Linked DNA regions of Mus musculus: region 2 is linked to region 1. Evidence: chromatin contacts called from public Hi-C data. All regions are on one chromosome and are shown on one strand. Each heading gives the region's core, a stretch centred on a gene start, on an enhancer-like site or on the middle of the called end of the contact. The rest is flanking DNA. Distances are from core to core; before and after follow the strand shown.

What was found. Hi-C and Micro-C count contacts between places; a contact is called where the count stands out from the background.
Region 2: a contact with region 1 is called in a Hi-C map of bone marrow-derived macrophages, with 72 read pairs. The contact joins two enhancer-like sites. A contact is called at or near these places in 13 of 484 Hi-C or Micro-C datasets (B cells, the C10 cell line, the C2C12 cell line and 10 more), 6 of 115 datasets of contacts at active chromatin or transcription factors (the 230-238 cell line, the HPC-7 cell line, bone marrow-derived dendritic cells and 3 more) and 1 of 9 other capture datasets (embryonic stem cells).

Annotation. Positions count from the first base shown.
Region 1 is chr12:100,001,893-100,008,147 of GRCm38.p6, reverse strand. All of the region lies in intron 2 of Kcnk13 (potassium channel, subfamily K, member 13), which reads right to left. Among named protein-coding and RNA genes, the nearest start is that of Kcnk13, 41 kb to the right of the region's middle. Within about 2 kb of position 2,662, at least 51 of the 459 cell types and tissues checked have an H3K27ac peak or open chromatin away from gene starts, as enhancers often do. A contact at or near this core is called in bone marrow-derived macrophages, microglia and peritoneal macrophages, where this site is marked.
Region 2 is chr12:100,087,317-100,093,571 of GRCm38.p6, reverse strand. No RefSeq gene overlaps it. Among named protein-coding and RNA genes, the nearest start is that of Psmc1, 20 kb to the left of the region's middle. Within about 2 kb of position 3,816, at least 26 of the 459 cell types and tissues checked have an H3K27ac peak or open chromatin away from gene starts, as enhancers often do. A contact at or near this core is called in bone marrow-derived macrophages, microglia and peritoneal macrophages, where this site is marked.

The DNA.
Region 1 (6,255 bases), core at 1,413-3,912:
CACATGAACAGACAGACAGACAGATAGACACACACACACACACACACACACACACACACACAGAGTGTCACAGCAGAACGGATAGAGGGGAAATGCAGGCATTGGTCTGTGGTACTATTTTCCCTTCCATACACTCTTGGGAAGCCTTCTCATCCAGTCCAGGAACTGGAGTGCTGGAAAGATCTAGGTAGATTTCCCAGCCACAGGCTTCTCACCTCACATCTCCCAGTGGTCTCATGAGGCTTCTCTCAGAGGCACACAATGAACTGTCAGGACTGAAGCAAGACGGCCTAGGCTCCCTTTGTGTTGCTTTGGTTGCATGTCTTAGAGTGCAGTGCTGCTCTGTCAAGGAACCGGTGAGACACAAACCCTCACCTAAGAATTTGTTCTACTGAAGGAAGCACAGCCACGCCCACTGAGCAACAGCTGGTTTGGTTTGCTAGGACAGCCACAGCAAAGTTCCCTAGCCTGGGCTGCTGAAATGACATTACCGTCTGGAGACTGTGAGCCCAGAGAGTGAATCCGAGATCAAGCTATCACCAGGGCTGAATCCAGCTGAGGATGCAATCTGTGGCTTCTCCTGTCCACTTTCTAACTCAACTTAATGACTTTATCAAACCCTCTATATCCAACTACAGCCACATGTTGAGATTTCAACCTGCAGACAGGTAGGGGGACCATTTGAACCCTAACAAAAGGAATCAGGACAGGCTAAGACCTACATAAGAGATGTGGTTAATTCCAAGCCAATGGCTCTACTCTTTTTTCAATGTCACCTAGGGGGGCTTTAGCAAATAGCTAAACCAGCAGCCTCCAGAGGTCCTGGTGTAAAAATGGTCTGTGGAAGGCCCTGGCATAGACTCTCTTCTAAGCTCCTTGGCAATTCTAATGTTCAACCAACCCGAGAATCTCATATAATTGAAATTCTATGTGGAGATCTCAGTTGCTCTTGTTCTAAACCGCCATGCTGTCTGCCCAGGAGGACATAATGTGCTCTTAAGTACATAGAAAACCTTCCAATCAGCAAGACACCCAGCAGCCGGGGGCACTGAGTGCTCTGTTCATGTGCACCCAGCTTGCTGGACTTTTTCATGCTTTTATTAGAGCACTTAGTCACTGTCGAATGCCTAAGACACAAGGCACTCTATACCAACGTGACAAGCCAGTAATGGACTCCTCACCAAATGTCCATTTCCTGAAACCTATAGATGATTAATTACCCAAGTGTGCTCAGACCTTAAAAACCCAAATACTTGGGTCTAGGGAGGTTTCAAAAGTCACATGCCATTCCAGTCCACTTTTGGTTTCCTGCTTGTGGTTTGAGATGTGAGCTCTCAGCTACTCCTGAGGCTGGGCCTTCCCCCTGTTGCCAAAATGTCCAACAAACTCCCATCCCTCTGGAATCATAAGCACAAATGGATCTTTCCTTCTGTAAGTTGCCTTGGCCAGGCATTTTATCCCCACACTCTTAAAGTAACCAATACAGTTGTCTCCTTCACATCCCTTGGCTCATGGCTCCTGCCTCCACATTCAAGCTCATGTCCAATCTTCAGATTTCTTCTCATCTTCTGTTCTGGCACATCTCTTCTGACTCGAACTCCTGTGTCTTATGCCCTTGTGACTGCCGCAGGCCCACAGGATAACACAGGATCTTCTCTCCATTCCTGGTTCCTTAGTTTGATCATTTCTGCACAGTACCTTTTTTTTTTTCCAATTCATCTGTTTTAGGGGCTAGGATGTGGACACAGAGGGGGTCATTCTTCAGGATGTGTGGCAGAAGGCATTCAATGAGTTGAGTGGCATTGTCAAATAAAATTCCATCCCCATTTGCCTATTTAAACAAGCCTTGGTAGGTAGAAAATAATGAATAAAATTGAACCCAAACTAACTTTTAAAACGTAGTCAGTTAACAATGCATCAATTAGAAAAGTTGCAAATCTCTTACAGGGATGTATTTTCAATGAACTTTTAATTTTGAGTAAGTACCCAAATACTCCTGTGCTTTTGATCATTATTATCAAGCGAGGAGTTGCTCAATTAGAAAGAAATCTTACGGGAAAAAAATGCAAGCTTTATAATCACAGGAGAAGTTGTAAAAAATAAATTTCAACTTCTGCTTTTGATATAAAGTAATCGTAATCAGTCACAAACTTAAGTATAAAACACGCTGTGTCATCATGAATTTCTGGAGAGACGGAAGGACATTCGGTTTCAAAAAGAAAATAAGACAATATAAAATTTATGTTAAAGTTACTGGCTCAAGTATTTTACATGTGGTTTATCGATAACCACACTGCTTTGCCATCAAGACTTAATTGGGTTTATTTTTAACGTGTAATAGTTTGTGCCTAAAAATCCATTCCACCAATTATTTACATTTATGATAAAACCAGGTTGGTAACTTAAAAAAGGAGAGGGGGCAAGTTTTCTAAAATCCATTAAAGAGAGGTACAAGAAAGGCCTGAGAGTTACTGCAGATGGGGGATGATGGGTCAAAGAGCTGCATTGCTTTAGCTCCTGAGAAAGGTAGTTGGCTCAAACACTAGTGATGAAGAATTCTCTTTGTCCTTTGGTCAGAGGGCACCTCAAAATAGCCACATCAGCTACACTGAAAACAAGAAGAGGGGTTGCCCAGACACCCTAATTTCACTTCTTACTCATTTCCTTCCCTATTCTGCCCAGGCTTTGGGCAGTTAACCATGCCCATGACCCTCACAAGAGTCACCGGTGCTGAGACGAGGATCTTTAATGACTTCTAACGCTAAGTCATGAACCAAGTGCACAGGACTACCGAGCAAGCTTGTCAACTCTGGTTTCCAAGAAACCAGGAAATCAGGAAACCAGGAAACCGGCTCATCTCCAAGCTTTTTTATGGAAGTATTTTCATGAGCGTAAGGTAGATTCAATGATTATTCTGAGTAAATAGAGGTGGCTAAAACTCGGTGAGTTCTTGGCAAGGATCACTTGGCTATCTTCACTGGGATGACACACATCCAAATCAACACACATCCACATCAACAGCAGCAGACAACCCAATTTAAACATAGACAAAGGATATGATGTAGATGTCCCCCAAAGAAGACATACAGGCGGCCTACCAACATTTGAGAAGATGCTCAATACCATCAATGACCTGGAAAATATAAGTTACAAGCACAGTAAAAACAAAACAAAACAAAACAAAACAAAAAAAACAAACAAACAAAAAAAACCCACTAGGATGGCTATTAATTTAAAAAAAGTATTAATGTAAGAAATGAAGAACCAGAGCTGCTCAGAATGTGGAGAACTTGGAAGCCTCGAGGGTTGCTGATAGATGTTGCAATGGTTGGTTTGTCAACTTGACACGGCCTAGAAATCACCAGGCCGGTGGGCATGTCTGTGAGGGATTGCCTTGACTGGTTAACTGGTATGGGAAGGACACAGGCTGGAAGTGGATGGATGGCACCATTCCCTGGTTTGGGGCCCTGGGTTGTATAAGAATAGAGAGACAGCTATCGGAGTAGCAAGCAGGCATGCATTCAGTTTCTGCTTGACTGCAGGAATGGCCAGCGGCTTCAAAGCTCTTCCTTGATGTCTCTGCAACGGGGGACCATAACCTGGAGTTGTACACGGAATAAACTCGCTCTTTCTTCAAATTGATCTGTCAGGGCATTTTATCACAGCAACAGACATGACTCTAAAACATGTAAAATTTGTCACAGAATTTAGGGCAACTCCTCAAATTCTGGCAGATCCCCACAAATATTGATACAAGAACACGTAAAAACGTGTGTGTTGTGGTGGTTTGAATGATAATTGCTCCCGATAGTCTCTGGCATTTAAATACCAGTTCTCCAGCTGCTGGTGCTGTTTGTGCAGGGTGGGACGTGTGGCTTTGCAGGAAGAAGTATGTTTCATGGGGTGTGCTTGGAGTGTTTAAAGATTGGAGCCATTGCTAGTTTGCCTCTGACATGCCTCTCTGCTTGATCATCATGGACCCTTACTCTCTGGAACTGTAAGTCCTGCCTGGCTTTCAGGAAACTTTAGGCGGCTACGGTATGGAAAGACCAGAGGAGTCCTCTGAGTGTTTTTAGTTTTGACCCAAGAAGCAGTTACAAGGATTCAGTGAGTAGTTTATGCACCAGCTGCAGCACAAGGTCCCAGCAGGGGGCTTCAGATTCATAAGTTTGGCTGTATTTTATGTCTTATCTCTCTAAAGATATGATTGGAAGGCAGGCATAGAAGAATGTGCTTGGACTTCTTGCAGTTAATGAAACAGAGAGAGGGAGAGGGAGGGGAAGGGGGAGGGGGAGGGGGGAGGAGGAGGAGGAGGAGGAGGAGGAGGAGGAGGAGGAGGAGGAGAAGAAGAAGAAGAAGAAGAAGAAGAAGAAGAAGAAGAAGAAGAAGAAGAAGAAGAAGAAGAAGAGGAAGAAGAAAGAGAGAGAGAGAGAGAGCGCGCGAGTGAGCAGCAAGCCTTCTGGAGCAAGCTAAACATTACATTAGAGCAGGACCCCGCTCTTCAGCAGATCTACACAATGACAGGGATCAACAACAGTAGTTTTTAATCCTGGCCCATTGAAAATCACCTGAAGAGCTTTTAACAAATGCCAGGGCCTGACACCACCCACAGAGATCCTAATTTAATTGGCCGGAGCACAGGGAAAACATTTTAGAGCTCTCCGGGTGACTTTTATTGGGGTAGACAAACGATGGCCCATGAGCTAAGTAAGTCAGCTGTTACCTGTTTTTGTAAATCAAGCGTTTTGGGAACACAGCCATGCACATTCCTCTAAGTAAACCCCCAGCTGCTCTCAGCCATGATGGCAGAGCGGAGCAGCTGAAGCAGGAACCATATGGTCTGCAAGCCTAGAGTGTTTACCAGTTGGTTCTTCACAGAAAAAGCCACCCCCCCCCACCCAGGGAGTATGTAAAACACACAAATGACTGTCCGGCACCACCTGGACCCTCTGGCTCCAGCTTGCCAGGATTAAAGCTACAGCATGAGTTCTTTGCAAGTCCCCGAGCAGCTCTTCATGAAGGCTTCTTTTCTGAAGCACTGCTCTTGATACACTGCAGGGGTGAAATACACAAAGTACCAGACACCATTGGTAGAGGGCCAGCTGTCCCAGAAAATCTGAGGGATGTCTAGACTCATATTCCTAGCGACCACCCTCCTTTCAGGAGCTTGGAGCCTGTGGGTCTTTAGTCATTGATGCCCTAAACCAAGCAGCCTTCAAGAACAAACAGATGAGTAGGGACATCTAGGAGCTGAAATGAAGTCATTTACACCCTGTGTTAGAGTTCTCTAGTCACAGATTTATGGATTGAATATCTATCTATCTATCTATCTATCTATCTATCTATCTATCTATCTATCTATGTGTGTATGTATACATATCTACACATAATCCCAAAGAGATAGGCTCCAATGCCAGTGTAAGAATGGATGTGCTATAGCAGAAGGTGAGGCCCAGATTAAAGGTGTGTCTTCCCCCCTCAGGATGTGGATTAAAAGCCTGGTGTCCTCCTGCCTCAAAGGTCCAGACTAGAAGTAGATTCACCTACTCCATCCAAGCAGGAAAGTCTCTCACAGGGGTGCCCTCATTTCTGGATCATTGTAGTTTATTCTGGGACATGATCAAGTTGACAACCAAGAATACCCATCACAGTTCCTCAATTAAAAATCACACATGCGTGTTCAGGTAGAGGCCCGAGGTCAGCTTTGGGTGTTGTTCTTCATGAGACACCCCTGTCACTTTTTGTGACAGGACCTCTCATACATGGGGTTCACCAGGTCTGTAATGCTGGTTGGTCAAAGAGCCCCAGAAACCCTCTTGTCCCTGAATCCCCAATATTGGGATTATGCCCAATACTCAGATTACAGCCCAATACATGGCACTACACACAGCTTTGTTCATGAGTCTGGTGATCAGATCCTAGAGCTTGTAGGATAAACACTTTACTGGCTGAGCTATCTCCCAGCTCCCAAACCTCAGTATTTTGAAGAGACAACTCCAACTGGACACCAGAGTTCACACTGGGGTGGTAGAAGCCAAGTGACTTTGATGGACGTCAGCTGCAAGCACAAGCACAAGAGTTGGCTCTGCCCCAGGACACATGGGACTGCCTCATAAACAACTTTGTTCTGCAAGGGTTCTGAAGTGAATCTGCAGGGGCCTGCAGAGCCACGAGGGTCACTTAGCAAAAGAGAACGCCAGCCTGAAAGGTTGTTCTGAGTTAGAGCCAGAGATACCTAGCTAGCAGAGGGCCTCT
Region 2 (6,255 bases), core at 2,567-5,066, 84 kb before region 1:
TGCCTATGTCTCTATCTGCCTGCAAGGGCTTCTCCTTGCTTCCTTCCCTCCACACTGAGAACTTTCTGTAGGTGGAACTGAGTTATGGTGATGGCCCTGTTCTAGGTCCCTCCCTGCCACGCATCGTATGCGTTTCACGACCTAAGCAATGAATGTATCCATTCCCCATCAAACCATTCATTCTTCTGAACAGACATCCTGTGTATGATTCCTTCCCTTCTTTTCAAAGTACTGACCCATGCGCTGCTAACACATTCCATATGTGCTTACACAGTGTTGGGTATTTTGCCAGATCACCGTTCTCCCTGGGGCTCCCATACCAGTGAGGAGCAGCAACGGAGAGATCAACCCATTATACACAGCATCAAGGTCGGTGGAGGGCAGAGATGGTCTGCTTTTTCCAAGATCCGTGCCCTCATTTCCTCTTCCCAGCACTGGTGACAGCAGTAATTGCTGCCATTTACGATGGCTCACTCTCTGCGCCGCGCATCTTACCTGCATTAGTTAGTGTATCATAACAGCAATATCAGGAGACTGTGTTGTCATCGAATCGCAGCTCCAGAAAGGCTGTGTAACTAGCCTGGGGTTATCCAGGGTCCCTGAACTCCAAGTACCTTCCAACATGTCCCTTCCTCAGGCTGTGTGGCAGCTTTGTATATATCCACTCTTAGAGTGCTTCCTCTTGGGGGATTTGACTTACGAAAATCCTTTTAGGTGCCAGACCACACCTACTGATGTGCATATTATTATTTTTTGTTTTGTTTTATTGTTGTTATTGTGCATGTGACATATGTATAAATGTCAAAGAACGATCATGGATGCTGGTCCTCACCTTTCACCGTGTTTTGAGATAGGGTTTCTTGTTTGCTGTTTAGGTAACTGGCCCATGAGCTTCTGGGAATTTGTCTCCACCTCCCAGTGGACAGCATAGGACAGTCATATGCCACCTTTTATAGCCGCCTGGAAACAGAGTTGTCAATCACTGAAGGAAGGTCCCCAGCAGCTCTCTTGTGGAATGTACCTTTCTGGGAAGTGGCACTCTTGGGTCATTTTAAAGAGGTGGATTATTTTCCTATTGATGCTGAAGATGTGTGCATAAGGAAGGTCCCTAGAGTGGAAGACAGGAGCGCTTGATTCCCTAGAAAGATAACAATCACTCGTGTGGATGTATAAAGTCCCCCGTGTAGCCTTACTCAGGGATGCCTCTGTCCTCAGGACCTCTGGTGGGGCCTGAGGAGGTTTGGTCCTGGAGTACCACCACACCTGGGTAAGCAGCACAAATGGCACCAAGCCCTGCTGCAGCCTCTCACAGCATCAGTACCAGGCAGTCTTTGCCAACTCCTAAGGGATGTGAGAAGGTGGCCAGCTGTGTGTAGTCCCCTCTGCAGGGAACCAGTCAACCCCAGGCCTCTTAGTTGCACCCTAGGGAGCTGAGGAGCCAGCCTTGATTCCAGGCCCTCCCAGGAAGCATATTGGGAGACTTGGGTTGATACAGCACCCAAATGACTGCTGTTGGAACCACCTCATGAGAGCTGCCCTGCCCCCACGGAGGCACACGTGGGGCAGTGCCAGAGCTGAGCTGCAGAGGTGTATGATCTAGGAGCTTACTCGGCCTCCTCAGGTTGACACTAAAGTCTCACTTCCAAGACTGGTGAGAACGAAGCTCTGAGACCAGCTGCCTCTTTCAAGTCCTCCGCGCTAGAAGGGGGAGTCCAGCTTGATCCCTTTCTTCAAAGTCAGTCTTCTGGCTGTAGGCTTTTCTTTCTTTTTCTTTTTCTTTTTTTTAATTTATTTACTTATTATATGTAAGTACACTGTAGCTGTCTTCAGACACACCAGAAGAGGGTGTCAGATTTCGTTAATGATGGTTGTGAGCCACCATGTGGTTGCTGGGATTTGAACTCAGGACCTTCGGAAGAGCAGTTGGTGTTCTTACCCGCTGAGCCATTTCACCAGGCCCTGGAGGCTTTTCTTTGGATGGCTCAGAGTACTGGTGGTAGGTGATTGTTGGTGGTTTGACTAGAGGGGTTATGGGCAGCTGAGAAACCTTGAGACTGTGGCTACAGTTAGCTACTGACATTTGTACTCTTCTCCTTAATGCTCTTTCTGAAGAGGCTGGAATCTGCAGGCTCCAATGATCACTCTTTTAACCTAGCAACAGGCCCAGTGTGGGGAGCCACAGCGATCCCAGGGGTACCCGCTCAGCTTAGCAGAAACCGATCCTCTTCCCTGATTCTTGATGTGTCTACCACTGGCTTCCATATCCCTCTACTTCCCAGCACAGTTAGAGTTGGAAGTTCCAGGTTAGTGTGTAATGTTACCTGTTCACCGTCCATCTAGGACGACACACTAGGACTTCTCCAAGGATGAGGACACACAAGTTTTTTCCACCACCATGTCCTGCTGTGTGGCAGAGGGACACCATGAAGGAAGATGAGTGATCCAGGCTGCATGATGGCTTTGGACCCCTCTCCTTGCTCTTGAGTGGAGAGAGAACCAAGGTGATAGCAATGGAAATTTGTGACATGGTGACAACGAGAGAGGGAGGTGGCCTCTGATGCTCTGAGCCTGACAGAATTTGCATGTTGGGAGTAGGGGGATACCCTAGAAGTCAAAGGCGTCAGACAGTTGTGATGCATGCTCTGACAAGCCCAGGGGCAGCTCTAGAAATAGAATGTACCCCTGGTCCTGCCGGTCATGGCCTCTTACCTGGTGAGGTTTATATCGGTGGTCCTGGTCACTATGACTTACCTCTCAATTACAGAGCTATCCATCATGAGCCAGAACTGGAAAATGTGGCCTTGGGAGTCTACTCCCTCTTTGCTCTGTTCTTTCCTCTTCCATCCTGACACCCTGATTTCTGATCCTTTCTCTTGGCCAACTCTTCCTTCCCTGCTTCCTGCTGGTAGACTGCGTATTGGATCCCAGGCTCTATGTCTCTCCAGTCAGTTCTGTTTAAGCTTATGAGGGCAGGAATCTTCCCCTCATTCTCATTTCCATGGACAACGTAGGCAGCTTCCACATGGACAGCTTGGCGCACCCTCCGGAGTTGGCTCCTGGTACCAGAGGCTGAGAACTATGCTTGCTTAGTGATGGAAACCGGTGACACAGGTCCATAGGGGAAGGGGACAGTATTTGGGAGCTGAGTACTGAGGAAACAGTCTTCTAGATGTATCATTCTAGCAGCCACTGAGGCAAAGAGGCAACTGGAACTATTGCCAGGTGTGATGGTTTGTATATGCTCAGCCTAGGGAGTGGCACAATTAGAAGGTGTGGCCCTGTTGGAGTAGGTGTGTCACTGTGGGTGTGAGTTATGATTCTCATCCTGGCTGCTTGGAAGCCAGTATTCTGCTAGCAACCTTCAGATGAAGATGTAGAACTCTCAGTTCCTCCTGTACCATGCCTGCCTGGATGCTGCGGTGTTCCCGTCTTGATGATAATGGACTGAACCTCTGAACCTGTAAGTCAGCCCCAATGAAATGTTGTCCTTATAGGAGTTGCCTTGGTCATGGTGTCTGTTCACCGCAGTAAAACCCTAACTTAGACACCAGGCTCAGGAGAAAATTGGCACCTACATATAAGTGAAGGCTGAAGGAGGCTGGCAGTTCCCTCCCAAAATGCATCCTGGAAGTTTCCTAGAAATGCAGAGTTCTGGGGCCACTCATGGAGGTCCTCCTTCAGCAGGACATGCTGTATAAAAACCCTTGCCAGCCAAGCTTGGTGGTGTAGGCCCGTAACCTCCTAGGGGGGGAGCCTGAGGTGGGAAGATTATATAACTGGATTATAGAGCCAGCTCCAGCCAGCCAAACAATTTAGTAAGATTTTGTCTTCATTTGAAAATACAAACCAGTCTGGGTGTAGGTCACTGATGGAGTGCTTTGCCCCGGGTTCAATTTCTAATAATGGGGAAAGAAAAAAACAAAACAAAACAAAAAAACAATGCAACCCAAATGACCTCTAAGCCCTGACCGCAAACATCCCCTAATTGAAGAAAAGTTGCTGTCCAAAGCTGGAGCTGAGTGCGTAGGAGATTTGAGAAAGGAAGTGTTGAAAGGCTCCAGGCTGAGTAGAATCTTCTAGAAAAGTGGAAGTATGATTCAAATATTCTGTGGAGTTTAACGCCAATTTAGAGATAACATTACTTTTCTCCAGAAGCATTACAGGACAAATGTGTCATCTTCTTTCCCAACAAGGGAAGGGAGGGGTGAACATAACTGCTGTTTGATTTTTGTTGTGTGACAGAGCGCTCCTATAAGAAGCAACTGGGAGTACAGGTTTATTTTAGCTCACAGTTCCGTGTTACAGCCCATCTCTGAGAGGAAGGCAAAACAGAAGGGGCTTGAGACAGCTGGTCACATCACACCCACAGCCAAGAGTACGGAGAGAATGAATGGGTCCATGCTTTGAGCACTCAGCTCTCCATTTGGAAAGCAGAATCCTGATGAAACGTCCCAATGATGAAGCCAGTATGATGGACCAGGCCACATCTGTCCAGATGGCTGGACAGATGCAGTCCTTCCTGGAAGATGGGTACATTAAGAGTATTCCACTCCCTTCTCTCCAAGGAAACATGAATTTCTAAAGAAGAAACAGATCTCGGCATGCATTGTACAAAAGAGGATGAGAAGATGAAGTCAGAGATACCAGAGGGCTTGAGGATTGGCTGCCCAGGTCAGAGGCCAAGGGCCACTGGCAGAAACCAAGCTGAGCCATCTGTTGGGGGATCGCATGATCTTGCCCCACTAAGTTCTGTCCTGTCTACTGTGTGTGAGTGTCGAGGGTCATTTGGTGCTTGAGTGTGTTGTCACATCAGAGCAGTTCAAGCGGCACACCTTTCTGAGATGCCCGCAGTGTACTGTCCCCAGACCGAGTGCTCCCAGAAAGCAAGACTGGACAGGACCCACCTTGACTTCAGAGCTCAGGATGCAGTGCAGGAGACAGCCCACCCACATACAAGGAAAGTGGGTGTCTACTACACAAGGGCTTTGTCCCCAAGACCGTCTTGAGGATCAGTGCTTTGTGGGAAGGGCTCACAGAACTCACAAGAGCCGATGAACTCACAGTTGTAGCTTATTACCCAGACAGGAAAGATTAAAACCTGCAAAAGCCAGCGATGCATAAGGGGGCGGTACATACAGTGCCAGATGCGTGCTTTCAGGGTCCTGTCCTAGAGGAGTCCCACATTGCTTCTCTCATCAATGATGTGTGACAATATGTGCAGAGCTGGTCAGATGAACCTTGACATTCAGGGTGTTTATTACAGGTTGGTTACAGGCCCTTGGTCACCCATATGACTTGTGAGATATTCAGCTATTGTCCTCCTGGGAACTCTGGCAAATGCTGCATGGCCCAAGACCTTTGCTGTTACTTGTGTTGGCAGCATAAAGTGTCTGGATGGCCCAAGGCTCCTGATAAACACGGACACTCTTAGCAGGCAGTGCATTGCCGGGGTTTAGAGGCTATCTCCAGGGAGCTGGGTAAAAGCCAGATCTTTCTTTGGGATCTGTCAGGCCCTTCTATTCACACACCAGTGTGCACCACAGACCTGGTGCCTGACTGGATAGGGATGAGCGAAGGGAAGGAGGGCCCAGAAGGACCCTCAGACTTCTGGGTGGATTGGGATGGACAGGAGAGGAGGCCATGCTGAGTGGCTGCCTGCTTCAGTTTACCAATAGTCTGTTTTAGTCTCCCGAGACCATAGGCACCCACCCAATGAATTATTTAAAAAGTGAACAACTGGGAGAAAATGGCGCCAGTCCTCCTTTTCAGACTCTGTCCCCTGGGGCATCTTGTTTATGGGATGAGTCCAATGGTTATCCCAAGACCTGAGCTGCTCCGTGTGAGCTCCCCTCCTTAAGTTTCCAGAGAGAATTCCAGATAATAGATAAACACTGTCCCCTGAAAGGAGAAGAGGCATTTCCTCATTCATTATGTGTGGGGTGGGACTTCAATATGGCCAAGGACAGAAGCAACCGGTTAGTAGGAGAGAAGATGCTCCACCCACTGTGGTTGAGCCTAGACCTGCTGGAGAGCTTCCTACCGGGGAACATGGCTTCTTACAGGCGGCCTCTCTCAAGGCAGTGACATCAGAGATCAGGATGCTTCCTTTGAATGGGTTTTGCTTACTAGAACACCAAAATAGGGTACTGCCTGCAACTCATGCTCTAATCCGACGAGGAAGAGAAGCCAGGGAGTAGGAACGGAGGGTGTCTAGAGCCACCCTCCCGTCTGTGAAATATTTCAAGGTAAATCGTA